Regions from separate parts of the Mus musculus genome. Here region 1 is linked to region 2. A link is a contact called in public Hi-C data. All regions are on one chromosome and are shown on one strand. Each heading gives the region's core, a stretch centred on a gene start, on an enhancer-like site or on the middle of the called end of the contact. The rest is flanking DNA. Distances are from core to core; before and after follow the strand shown. Region 1 overlaps Nfkb1 (nuclear factor of kappa light polypeptide gene enhancer in B cells 1, p105). Region 2 overlaps Manba (mannosidase, beta A, lysosomal).

Region 1 (5,569 bases), core at 1,807-4,306, 86 kb before region 2:
CTCATGACCCCTGTGCAAGGCCAGTGCTAGGCTTGGCACCTTCTGGACAGAGGTGAGGTTCAGAAACTTGACTTTCAGAAGACACTGTAGCAGGATTGGGTTTTGCTCCAGGTTTGCCCAGGAGTCTTACTGTCACTCTGTCACATAACGAGGTTCCTACAGCAACCACAGTCAGTCTAGTGATGGTGCCCTAGAGCCCTCCTGGCCACACAGAATGGAAATGAGCTCTGCTCGGCTCCCTTTCCCTTGCCACTCAGGATTAGGAAAGAAAATAACTGCTTTCGAGAACTTTCCAACTGGCTATCAGCGCACAGAACTTTATCTCATTTTTCTTCTTCACAGATAAACAAAATGAGATCCATGCCTTGTTTCTGTTTGGTTTTGTTTGAGAGAGAGAGAGAGAGAGAGAATATCACTGTGTAACCTTGACCTTCTGGGACATTGTGGGTGGAGCTCACTACAGCTGGCTACAGAATGAGTTTTGGGAAGGCAGGCTTTTAAATTGTTTCTGAATATTTAAAGTATTTCCGAAACATCCCAGGTTTTTTTGGTACACACCTTTAATCCCAGCACTTTTTGTGAGTTTAAGGCCAACCAAAGCTACACAGCAAGACCCTGTCTCAAAAAGTAAATAGAGAAGGAAATATAAACTATGTCCAGAACATATTATTTGTGTTATAAACATTTATAGTTTTCCATTTCCTGCAGATAAGCCTTCTTCCTATTTTCCTTTTTTCTGCCCTATGTTGAGACAGTGAGCTATAGCTTAATAGATTTTCTACGTTTTTTTCCCTAGGCACCATAAACACCAAATTTAAAAATGGCCCTAAAGATTGTGCCAAGAGTGATGACGAGGAGAGTCTGACTCTCCCTGAGAAGGAAACTGAAGGTGAAGGGCCCAGCCTGCCCATGGCCTGCACCAAGACGGAACCCATCGCCTTGGCATCCACCATGGAAGACAAGGAGCAGGACATGGGATTTCAGGGTAGGTGAGCTTGCCCACGAGGGCTTCCAGGGACAGCTAGGGTGGGGTTTCAGGGTAGGTGAGCAAGCCCACGAGGGCTTCCAGGGACAGCTGGGGTGGGGTTTCAGGGTAGGTGAGCAAGCCCACAAGGGCTTCCAGGGACAGCTGGGTAGGGGCAATTCTAGGTACAGGAAGCTGTCTCCAGAAGACAGGTTTCCTTCCTGTTAATCTAAAGCTGATGAGTCAGCATCTCCTCTGAGTGCTCTGCACCGTGCCCTGTGCCCTGCAAGAGAGGCGTCCTGTGGATCCAGTCATCTTTGCAGCCTCAGCTCTGATTATAAAGTGCAGAAACTTGCATGTACATTGCCTAGTCTGTGCAGTTCTGGGTATGAGAAGAGGCAACTCACTTTGTCCCTGGCCCAGGTAACAAGTCTCCATGTCCTTCGCGCACCTCCCTCCCAGCAGCCGGCTCAGCTGCCACACTGAAGACGTTTGCCTGAAAATGGGAGTTTTCCTTTATTCTCTTGTCCTCCTTGAAGAAGTAGAATTGAAAGGGAACGTTCCATCTGAGCAGGCCTCATTGGCATATGAGTCATGATTCTCGATCAGACGCCATCTGTAAAGAGATAGTAACTATTTACACATAGTGGCCGTACACATGGTTACTATCACATATTTTTTTCCCTTTTTTCTGTTTTTAAAATACTTCTTCTGAGATGCACAGTATATGTGTACAGAGCCATATGGAAACAGGGTAGATTTGCCCATTTGGGTTGAGGTTAGTCTGCTGTCCCTTGACCTTAAGATAATAAAATTTCCAAAACCCCTGGGGTTTCTGAGACTGCCTGGCACCCAAGGGTGTGTTTCCTCACTTTGACTCAGACAGGATTCCAGAAGAGACTTTGTTTGTAAAGTGATTGGCTATTTAAAATTATGGCAAAAGCCAAGTACCCTGAGATTGGTTGCTCCCCTTCAATCATAGACACTGATTGTTCTTCTCAAAATAGCAGATGTTTCTAGATTGTTCCTCACAGACACTTTAAAATCAACCTCTTAACTGTATTATCTGTCAGTGAGACAATGCCCGAAATGCCCGATTGTGCTTGTTCTAGTCAACACAATCCAGAGGCAGCAAAAGGAGCATTTTCAGCTAAAATGGTGTGCCATGCCGCACACGCGGGGCGAGCAAATGACACTCAGCTGTGCTTGTGGGCATTACCTTGCAGATAACCTCTTTCTTGAGAAGGCTCTGCAGCTCGCCAGGCGACACGCCAACGCCCTTTTCGACTACGCAGTGACGGGGGATGTGAAGATGTTGCTGGCCGTGCAACGCCATCTCACCGCCGTGCAGGATGAGAATGGGGACAGGTGAGTTGAGTGGGGACTGTTGCACAGCAAGCTCTGTTTCAGGACGGGGAAAGGCAAGGATACTGCCCCCACAAACTGCCTTTGAAAGGGAGCTGCCCTCATCTGACAAGACCTCGAGTATGCTGTCTCCCTAGGCAAGAAGGCTCAGATGTGTGTAATCATGCTAATTTTACACCCCTGCTTTGTGTACTAAAATAGTAATTGAGAAAATTATTGACAGCCCTGCAAAGTCCCTGAAGTGTTATTGTCATAGTGTACCCAAGAAAGCCAGGTAAGAACAACATTAGTAGAGTAACTAAGAGGAAATGCCATTCTCTCCTAGCTACTAGCTGCTTCTCTGTGGCCTCTGTTAAGGGTCACGAGGATGTGAGTGGGTCAGGCTCTGCCTCAGCTCCAGGCCAGGCTGTGTGGGAGTCTGACATTCCAGATGCCATGCCTGCTGTCTCTTCCTGAGGTTCTGTGCACATAGCTACCTGGCTCCTTCCTAAATGGTTCTCTTAGTCCTTCCATTGAGACTTCTGAAATGATCTAAAAGCCTATAAATATAGCCAGAGACAGCAGTCTTGAGATTCAAGTGCTTTATCTAAGTGATCCTAAAATAGCGTTAACACTGAAAAGAAGCCCTTTGCTGTGGAAGCATTCTGGAGTGCTGTGTGCTGAGTCTCAGTTTAAAAACAAAGCGCTTTAGGAGAATGCCAACCTCAGGGGTTTCGTACAAGGACCTTTGTCCTCGTCACTTGCAGTGTAACTAAGGATGTGGTATAACCGCTGGTCTTATCCTACACAGTACAAGAGGAACCCAGACGACCTTCTGTGAAAAAAGCTCTGAATAACAGAAGGCGCCTTTAGAAGGAAATCATCCAGTTAGCATTCAATAGCAAATAACCACAAAACAGAGCAGATAACCAGAGCAGGACACCGGTGCTCCAAGGGTCATCTTTAAGGACTGGCGAAATTCATGAGTAGTGAGGGCGAGTGGATTAAGCAATTAGGAAGTGAGATGCTGCTGTCTGAAGGAGAGGCTGTGGAAAGGGATGCCAGGCACATGCAGTCCAGCAAGTGTGTGCAGAGGAATGCAGGAATGTGTGTGTAAGGACCTGGGTGTTCATGGGGCAGCTGAGACACTGGCCTTCATTCCCAAGTGGGTACAATACCCAGAGCCTCGTCAAGCCAAGACTTAAACAAGCAGGCTCCGTGTAAGGTTAGGGGTATGAGACCTGGGAGACACAGAGGACCCACTCAGGAGTATACATAAGGGACTATTCTGGTTTCTCTTCTTTATTCATCTTGTCATATTTGGCTTATAATCTGGACCCTGTCACCATTAGTCATCATAGAAATACAATAAAGAGAAACTATAGAACCCTCTGGTATCGGGGAACTTCCCCCAGGGGTATGAAGATCTGAAGGGGAGGGGACGTGCTTCTGTGAAGTGCTGAGCTGCACATGGAAATGTTGAAGTAGCTTTTGAAGCCCTTTTACTCGACGTGTGTCTGTCCGCATCACCTCTCACAAGCCTCCTGTCAGGGTCCCATCAGGAGCACCACAGGAGCCTGAGGTGTGGCTGCGGTGCTTCTCGTCAAAGCGTGCGTGCTTCACTTGCAGTTAACACAGGCCTGGGGTCATCTAAAGAGGCCACCATGATCTTCCCTGAGAAGTATTGCTAAGTGAAATATCTCAGGGATAAATAACAAGACCTTGTTTAGAAATAGAAGTCACTTCTCATTGTTACGGAGGAAGAGAGCTCGGCAGCTGAGTTTTCCCAAGCTGCTCCTAAGCCTAGGCATTACCTTTCTTCATGGTCTTGTATGTCAGGGAGAGACCAGGGAGAGCTGCCAGGGACAGAGGCATGGAGACAGAGCTGGCTTGGAGCTTAATGCCATTTGGTTTCCGACCCGGCAGGTGCCTTTGCACTTCATGTGTCTGGTCAGATGTTAACACTCCGGGGGCAGGTGGGCACGATCAGTGTGTAGTAGCCTGCGATAGGCAGTGGAGAGGAAGTTCTCCAGAGAAATAATGTCACCTCTGATCAGTACATTCAGTACATGGTAGGGCCAAGGAAAGCTACACATAGTAGCTAGTCTTCAGCTCCAGTCATTTCTTGACATGTTTTTGTTTCTGTCGCTTGCTACATCCCCAGTTAATTATTGCCACTGTGTGTCATTCCAGTGTCTTACACTTAGCCATCATCCACCTCCACGCTCAGCTTGTGAGGGATCTGCTGGAAGTCACATCTGGTTTGATCTCTGATGACATCATCAACATGAGAAATGACCTGTATCAGGTAAGCAGCCACCACAAGGCCGTCGAGAAGAGAAAAGGTTGCCTTAGTAACACGTGCGTGAGCTGTTCTCAGTGATGGGAAACAGGAAAACAGCATCTTCTCAGAAGTGGCATCTTAAAAGCATCCTTAGTTGGGAATGTCATTTTACAGAGAGATGGGTTGGGATCACGGGTTTGATGGCAATCACACTCCATGGAAATTCACCATCTTCTAGAAAAGGCAGACTTTAAGACCTAGAAGTCAGAGTTGATAAAGTTTTGAGGGCAAACCTTAGAGGGGAAAAAGTCACAGCTGTCAGGAGAGACATGTTAAAAAGAAATCCAAGTTTCAAAAGCCAGAGTTACAGAGACAAAGTTTGGAGCTGAGATGAAAGGATGGACCATCCAGAGACTGTCCCAGCCGGGGATCCATCCCATAATCAGCCACAAAACGCAGACACTATTGCATATGCCTGCAAGATTTTGCGGAAAGGACCCTGATATAGCTGTTTCTTGTGAGGCTATGCTGGGGCCTAGCAAACACACAAGTGGATGCTCACAGTCAGCTATTGGATGGATCACAGGGCTCCAAATGGAGGAGCTAGAGAAAACACCCAAGGAGCTGAAGGGGTCTGCAACCCTATAGGTGGAACAACAATATGAACTAACCAATACCCCCAGAGCTCATGTCTCTAGCTGCATATGTAGCAGAAAATGGCATAGTCGACCATCACTGGAAAGAGAGGCCCCTTGGTCTTACAAACTTTATATGCCCCAGTACAGGGGAACGCCAGGGCCAAGAAGCAGGAGTGGGTAGGTAGGGGAGCAGGGCGGGAGGAGGGTATAGGGGACTTTCGGGATAGCATTTGAAATGCAAATGAAGAAAATACCTAATAAAAAATTGGAAAAAAAGAATATTTTCAAATTAAAAAAAAAAAAGAATTTTGAGGTCTGCGGAAGGAAGGGTATTCGCAC
Region 2 (5,366 bases), core at 227-2,726:
CTTTCTTTCTTCCTTCCTTCCTTCCTTCCTTCCTTCCTTTCTTTCTTTCTTTCTTTCTTTCTTTCTTTCTTTCTTTCTTTCCCTCTCTCTTTCTTTCTTCCTTTCTTTCTTTTTGGTTTTTCGAGACAGGGTTTCTCTGTATAGCCCTGGCTGTCCTGGAACTCACTCGGTAAACCAGGCTGGGCTCGAACTCAGAAATCCGCTTGCCTCTGCCTCCCAAGTGCTGGGATTAAAGGCATGCACCATTCCTGCCTGACGCCCCTTCTTTCCTTCCTTTCCTGTTGGGTTCCCTCCCTCCCCCCAAAATAAATACTTTAGCAGGTATCTATCTACAGGCCTGGTTTATGCTGTAAGTTTTCATGACAAACCATTTGCATGTATTTCAGACTTTTATAAATTGGCTATTCTGCATTATTTTAAGAAGATCCTGAAGAATATACTTATATTTCAAATTATAAACAGACTTTTTGTAATAAAAAGAAGACTCAAAAATTTTTTTTCAAGAAATCGCAAATCTTGACTTACCATATACTGGCAAAAACGTGAGGTAATCCAGATGAGCAATGTTATAGGCTTCGATTCTAACATCTTTCCAGATTCCCTGAGAGGGGAAGGAAGGGCCCCAGTCCCAGCTGAAGGAACACTGTGCCTGGAATTTCAGGGGAGAAAAGGAGAAGTAGGCAAAGGATAAGATATGTGTGTACGAAGACACTATGATACATGCTAAATGAAAAGTTAGTAAAAGGGGGCAGGAGAGATAGCTCAGCGGGTAAGAGCACTGACTGTTCTTCCGAAGGTCCTGAGTTCAAATCCCAGCAACCACATGGTGGCTCACAACCATCTGTATTGAGATCTGACACCCTCTTCTGGTGTGTCTGAAGACACCTACAATGTACTTATATATAATAATAATAAATAAACCTTTTAAATAAAAAAAAAAGAAAAGTTAGTAAAAAAGGCAAGATTCTATCTTTAAAATATTATATATACACGCGTACAGCAGTTTACTAATGATGCCATAGCAAAACGCTAGACTGGAGGGGGTGGGGCTTCACCCACTGAAATGTGTTTGCAGATAGATGGCTCCCTTTGTCTTTCCTCGTGCACCAGCCAATGGGAGCCAATGCCTCCTCATCCCTTCCACTGCTGTCCACATTTCTTTACTCTAAACACCTTGCTTAACTTAGTCACCTTGATCAGGACTCCAAATCCAGTCACAGTTACATTCTAAAACACTTGAGTAGAGGGAGTGTTGCAACTTCAACGTGTAAGTTTGGGGAACACAGTTCAGCCCCTAACTAATTGTGTTTGGGTGTCAAGCATGTGTGTGTGTGTGTGTGTGTGTGTGTGTGTGTGTGTGTGCATGAGCTCAGAGTCTCCCTTCTGGCGTCCGTGCTCTCTTGTGCTCACCAACCTTGCGCATGTGCTAGATAAAGAGAGCCACTTCCTATGAATAGAATATGGCAGAGGTGATGTCATTTCCAAAATTAGATTATAGAAGAAGGGCCCCTTCTGCTTGGGGCCCTGTCCCGTGCTCTCTCTTGGCCAAGAGAGGAGCCAGCTGCTGTGTCCTGGAGCAGCGCTGTGGGAGGCCTGAGTGAGAGACTTGGACAATAGATCTAAAATTTCTCAACAGCCATGGTGAGCTCAGAGCTCTTGTCAGCCCCAGTCAGGCTGAGGTGATGGCTTGATTAAAACGCCCCGAGCGACAGGTGCCCAACCAAACTGTACGTAGGCTGAGAAATGCAGACTTAGTTTGCTGTACATTATTATTACTGTCATTTGCTATACAGATGGTGATGGCTATTATGATTATTATAACCAAAAATGCCCACTTTAGTGCCATGGTTAAATTTATCAAGAAGAACAGAAAATCTAGTTATGCCTTGTTTCACATTCATTCTTCAAAAACCTACTATGTCAGAGCACTGCTATTTATTGTTTGCTTGTTTGTTTTGTGTTTTGCTTTTCAATTGTCACTATGAAACCAAGGCTACCCCTAGTCCTGGGCTTTCAGGACTACAAGCAGTGGCCACCACACCCTGCAAATGTTTACTCTCTCTCTCTCTCTCTCTCTCTCTCTCTCTCTCTGAAGTTCTCCAAAACACTGCGATGCCTAACCACTCCTGTATTAAACATGACAACTCGATGAATGAGTAGGCTCATTGAAAGATAAAGATATTATTAACATGTAAAAAAAAAAAAACTAGCCTTATTCCCTACCTCATTAAGTATGAACTCAAAAGTCCTCGTTTAGGAGTACCAAATACAAACCGATGGTGGCATTTGCCTTTAATCCTAGCACTCAAGAGGCAGAAATGAAGGTCTGCAAGTTCTAGGCCAGTCTGGGGCACATAATGAGTTCCAAGATAGCCAAGGTTATACTGAAAGGAAAAAAAAAAAAGAGTACCAGGTGCACAGAGAGAGACAGAGACAGAGAGAAAGACGCAGAGAGAGAGACAGAGAGAGAGAGAGATACACATAAACCCACAAACAATCACTTCAGACTTCAGACTCTGACTGGAGTAGCTATCTGAGAGACATGATCTTGTCTGCCAACTACCTGTCTGAGAACCAGGACACTAAAAAAAAAAAAAAAAATCCAATTATGAAGTTACAAAGGTTCAGATTCAACTACCAAGAAATGATTCTCTGACAATCAACTTCTCAAGGAAACGGGAGGAAAAGAAAGAGTAATGGAATCCAAGTGATAGAAAAAGAAAGGGAGGGGACCAGCTAGTTGGGGAGGGGACCAGCCAGGGCCAGGCTGGGGATCCAGTGAGACCCGTGGGGAAGGGAACACGGAGTGCAAACCAGAAAGCCACTGGTGTACACACTGCCAAAATGAAACCTTTGTGTGCTAATCTGAAAGTTTAACTTAAAACAAACAAACAAACAAAAAAAACCCAGAATTTTTTTAAAGTCCCATCAAACAGAAAATTTTCTTTACTTCTTAAGAATAAAAAATTTTTCAAGATTAAAAATCTATGACACTGTGAGTTCAGCTTTGAAAAGTTGAGTTGGAAAAGACGCCCTCTGAGCGAGGGGATGCCAGTGTGTGTAGGGGGAGGGGGGCGGCAATGTGGGTGTGTGTACAGGGGATGTGGGTGTGTGTACAGGGGATGTGGGTGTGTGTACTGGGGATCCAGCCGCACTGCTCTCACCCAAGAATGGCTTCCTTCACTTTGTATTTATGTCAGAAGAAGATAAGTACGTTTCTACTACAGAGAAAAATGAAAGTGTGCCTCTCACCCCTCACCAAGGAAACTTGTCTTTTGCAGCAGACAGAGACCACCTCAGAAAACTACAACTAGTCAAAATACAGAGATCACCAGAATTCCCAGGCACAATGAGGACAGCCACAGCACGGCTCCTGCACCCGGGCCCAGGAGATATTAAGGAAGAGGTGGTGGCCAATTTGAAAGAGCCGGAAGATCTGCAAGTCTGCTGGGACTGCTGGGACCCCCGTACCCATGAAACCTCAACAGTGACAATATGGCTCCCTAAACAAGACCCGGACAATGAAAGACCAAATGAGTGGGGACATTTTCACAGGGTCCTACCCCTAAGCAAAAGACAACCGCCTTCAAGTGACTGTGGAGAGAGGGAGGATTCACTTTCCCAGGAAGGGGTCCCTGAGTGGTTATCCCTGACATCATGTACACAAAAGCAACAGACTCATCAGGCCAGGCAGTGGTGGCACACGCCTTTAATCCCAGCACTTGGAAGGCAGAGGCAGGTGCATCTCTGAGTTCGAGGCCAGCCTGGTCTACAGAGTGAGTTCCAGGACAGCCAGGGCTACACAGAGAAACCCGTCTTAAAAAACAAACAAACAAACAAACAAAGATTGAGCTATACAGGCAAGAAAGCAGGGCATTTTCTTAATTAGTGATTATGTGAGCCGGCCCAGCCCATTGTGGGCAGTTCCATCCCTGGGCTTGTGGTCCTGGGTTCTACAAAAAAACAGGTTGAGCAAGCCATGAGGAGCAAGCCAATAAGCAGCACCCTCCACAGCCTCTGCATCCGCTCCTGCCTCCCACCCTGCTTGGATTCCTGCCCTCACTGCTTTTGATGATGAACTGTTACATGGGACTGTGAGTAAAATCAACCCCTCCCTCCCCAGGATGGTTGTGGTCACGGTGTTTCATTGCAGCAATGATAACCCCAGGTAAGACAGCAGCAAGGAGAGAACAAAATATTCAACACCACACCAAGCTTCAGATCACTTAATTCCCTCAGCCAACGAGGATGTTCGTTCACTGATTCAGAAAGTACCTGTGACGCCCTGTGACTCGGGCTGGGGTACATCAACGCACAGCGCTGGAACACAAAAACTTTTAAGCTGAGGATGTGGCTCAGCAGGGGAGCGCTTGCTTCTATACACAAGGCCCCAGGTTTCATACACAGGACCAAACAGTCAGGCATCTCTCGCAAGGAAGCCTCTTTCTTCCACCTTGAGTTAGGGAAAGGAAGTGGAAGGCCTCTATCAGAGGAAATGCTTGTGCAAATGTCATCAGGATGCAGCCTGCTCCAACGGGAGGAGGTGGGGCGAAGACTGAGCTAGGAGCTTGGGACATTAGCCTCCTGATGGTGCCAAGCTGTTGAAAGATAAAAATTATGAACTTTGAAAAGCATATCTAGTCTTATCAGCCCCTACCTCAGTACATATGGACGCAGAAGTCCCAGTTTCTGTTTTAAGGATAGGGATGCTGGGGGCATTTTTGTCCGAAGAGACCATGCCAACTGCTCCGTGGATAATTACTTGAAAGAAGGCAAATGGAGTTGTGGGAATACCGGCTAGGTGACTAGGGCAACGTGCTGTGCAAGAAGTGACTGGACCCAGAGGCAAAGAATAAAGGTTGTCTTGGAAATTGGCAGGAACTAGAATGTGGGATCCAGTTGGAGTAAACAGATCACTGATGGCGTGCCCTTGAGGGTACACCCTATCTCAGTCACTCCCTCCGTATCCCTCTGCTTCCGGGGCGCCACGAGGTAAGCAGCTTTGTCCCGCACTCCCTTCTACCTTGCTGTTCCACCTCACCACAGGCGCAGAGCCAGAGAGCAAGGACTGAGTACCTTTGAAACTGAAAATCAAAAGAGATGCTCCGCCAACCCCCAATCTGTACAACTCAGCGTGTTACCATGGTGATGAGAAGTGACGGACAAGAAGGGAGGAGGGAAGTAGAAAAGATAGAGGCGACTAATGTGCTGAGCAGAGGAGGAAGCAGAGATGTAGAGACTTTAGAAGGGTCAAACACTTGATGAAGAAAGTAACATTTGCAAGCAGGACCAGTCCGAGAAGGGGGCGGGGGCGGGGAGGCGGGGCGGGGGAAGGCAGGGGAGAAGAAGAGTAACATTTTCTTCTT

What was found. A called contact is a pair of places that touch in the nucleus more often than the background predicts.
Region 1: a contact with region 2 is called in a Hi-C map of Th1 cells, with 4 times the contacts expected there. The contact joins two enhancer-like sites. A contact is called at or near these places in 6 of 484 Hi-C or Micro-C datasets (CD4 T cells, CD8 T cells, Th1 cells and 2 more), 2 of 115 datasets of contacts at active chromatin or transcription factors (embryonic stem cells and microglia) and 3 of 9 other capture datasets (adipose tissue, liver and pancreatic islet).

Annotation. Positions count from the first base shown.
Region 1 is chr3:135,600,473-135,606,041 of GRCm38.p6, reverse strand. Nfkb1 (nuclear factor of kappa light polypeptide gene enhancer in B cells 1, p105) reads left to right here. Exons shown (of 25, transcript NM_008689.2): 15 at 797-985; 16 at 2,191-2,332; 17 at 4,502-4,616. Among named protein-coding and RNA genes, the nearest start is that of Gm46827, 5.2 kb to the left of the region's middle. Within about 2 kb of position 3,056, at least 89 of the 459 cell types and tissues checked have an H3K27ac peak or open chromatin away from gene starts, as enhancers often do. A contact at or near this core is called in CD8 T cells and Th1 cells, where this site is marked.
Region 2 is chr3:135,513,186-135,518,551 of GRCm38.p6, reverse strand. It overlaps Manba (mannosidase, beta A, lysosomal), which reads right to left. Exons shown (of 17, transcript NM_027288.3): 5 at 526-649. Among named protein-coding and RNA genes, the nearest start is that of Manba, 30 kb to the right of the region's middle. Within about 2 kb of position 1,476, at least 52 of the 459 cell types and tissues checked have an H3K27ac peak or open chromatin away from gene starts, as enhancers often do. A contact at or near this core is called in CD8 T cells and Th1 cells, where this site is marked.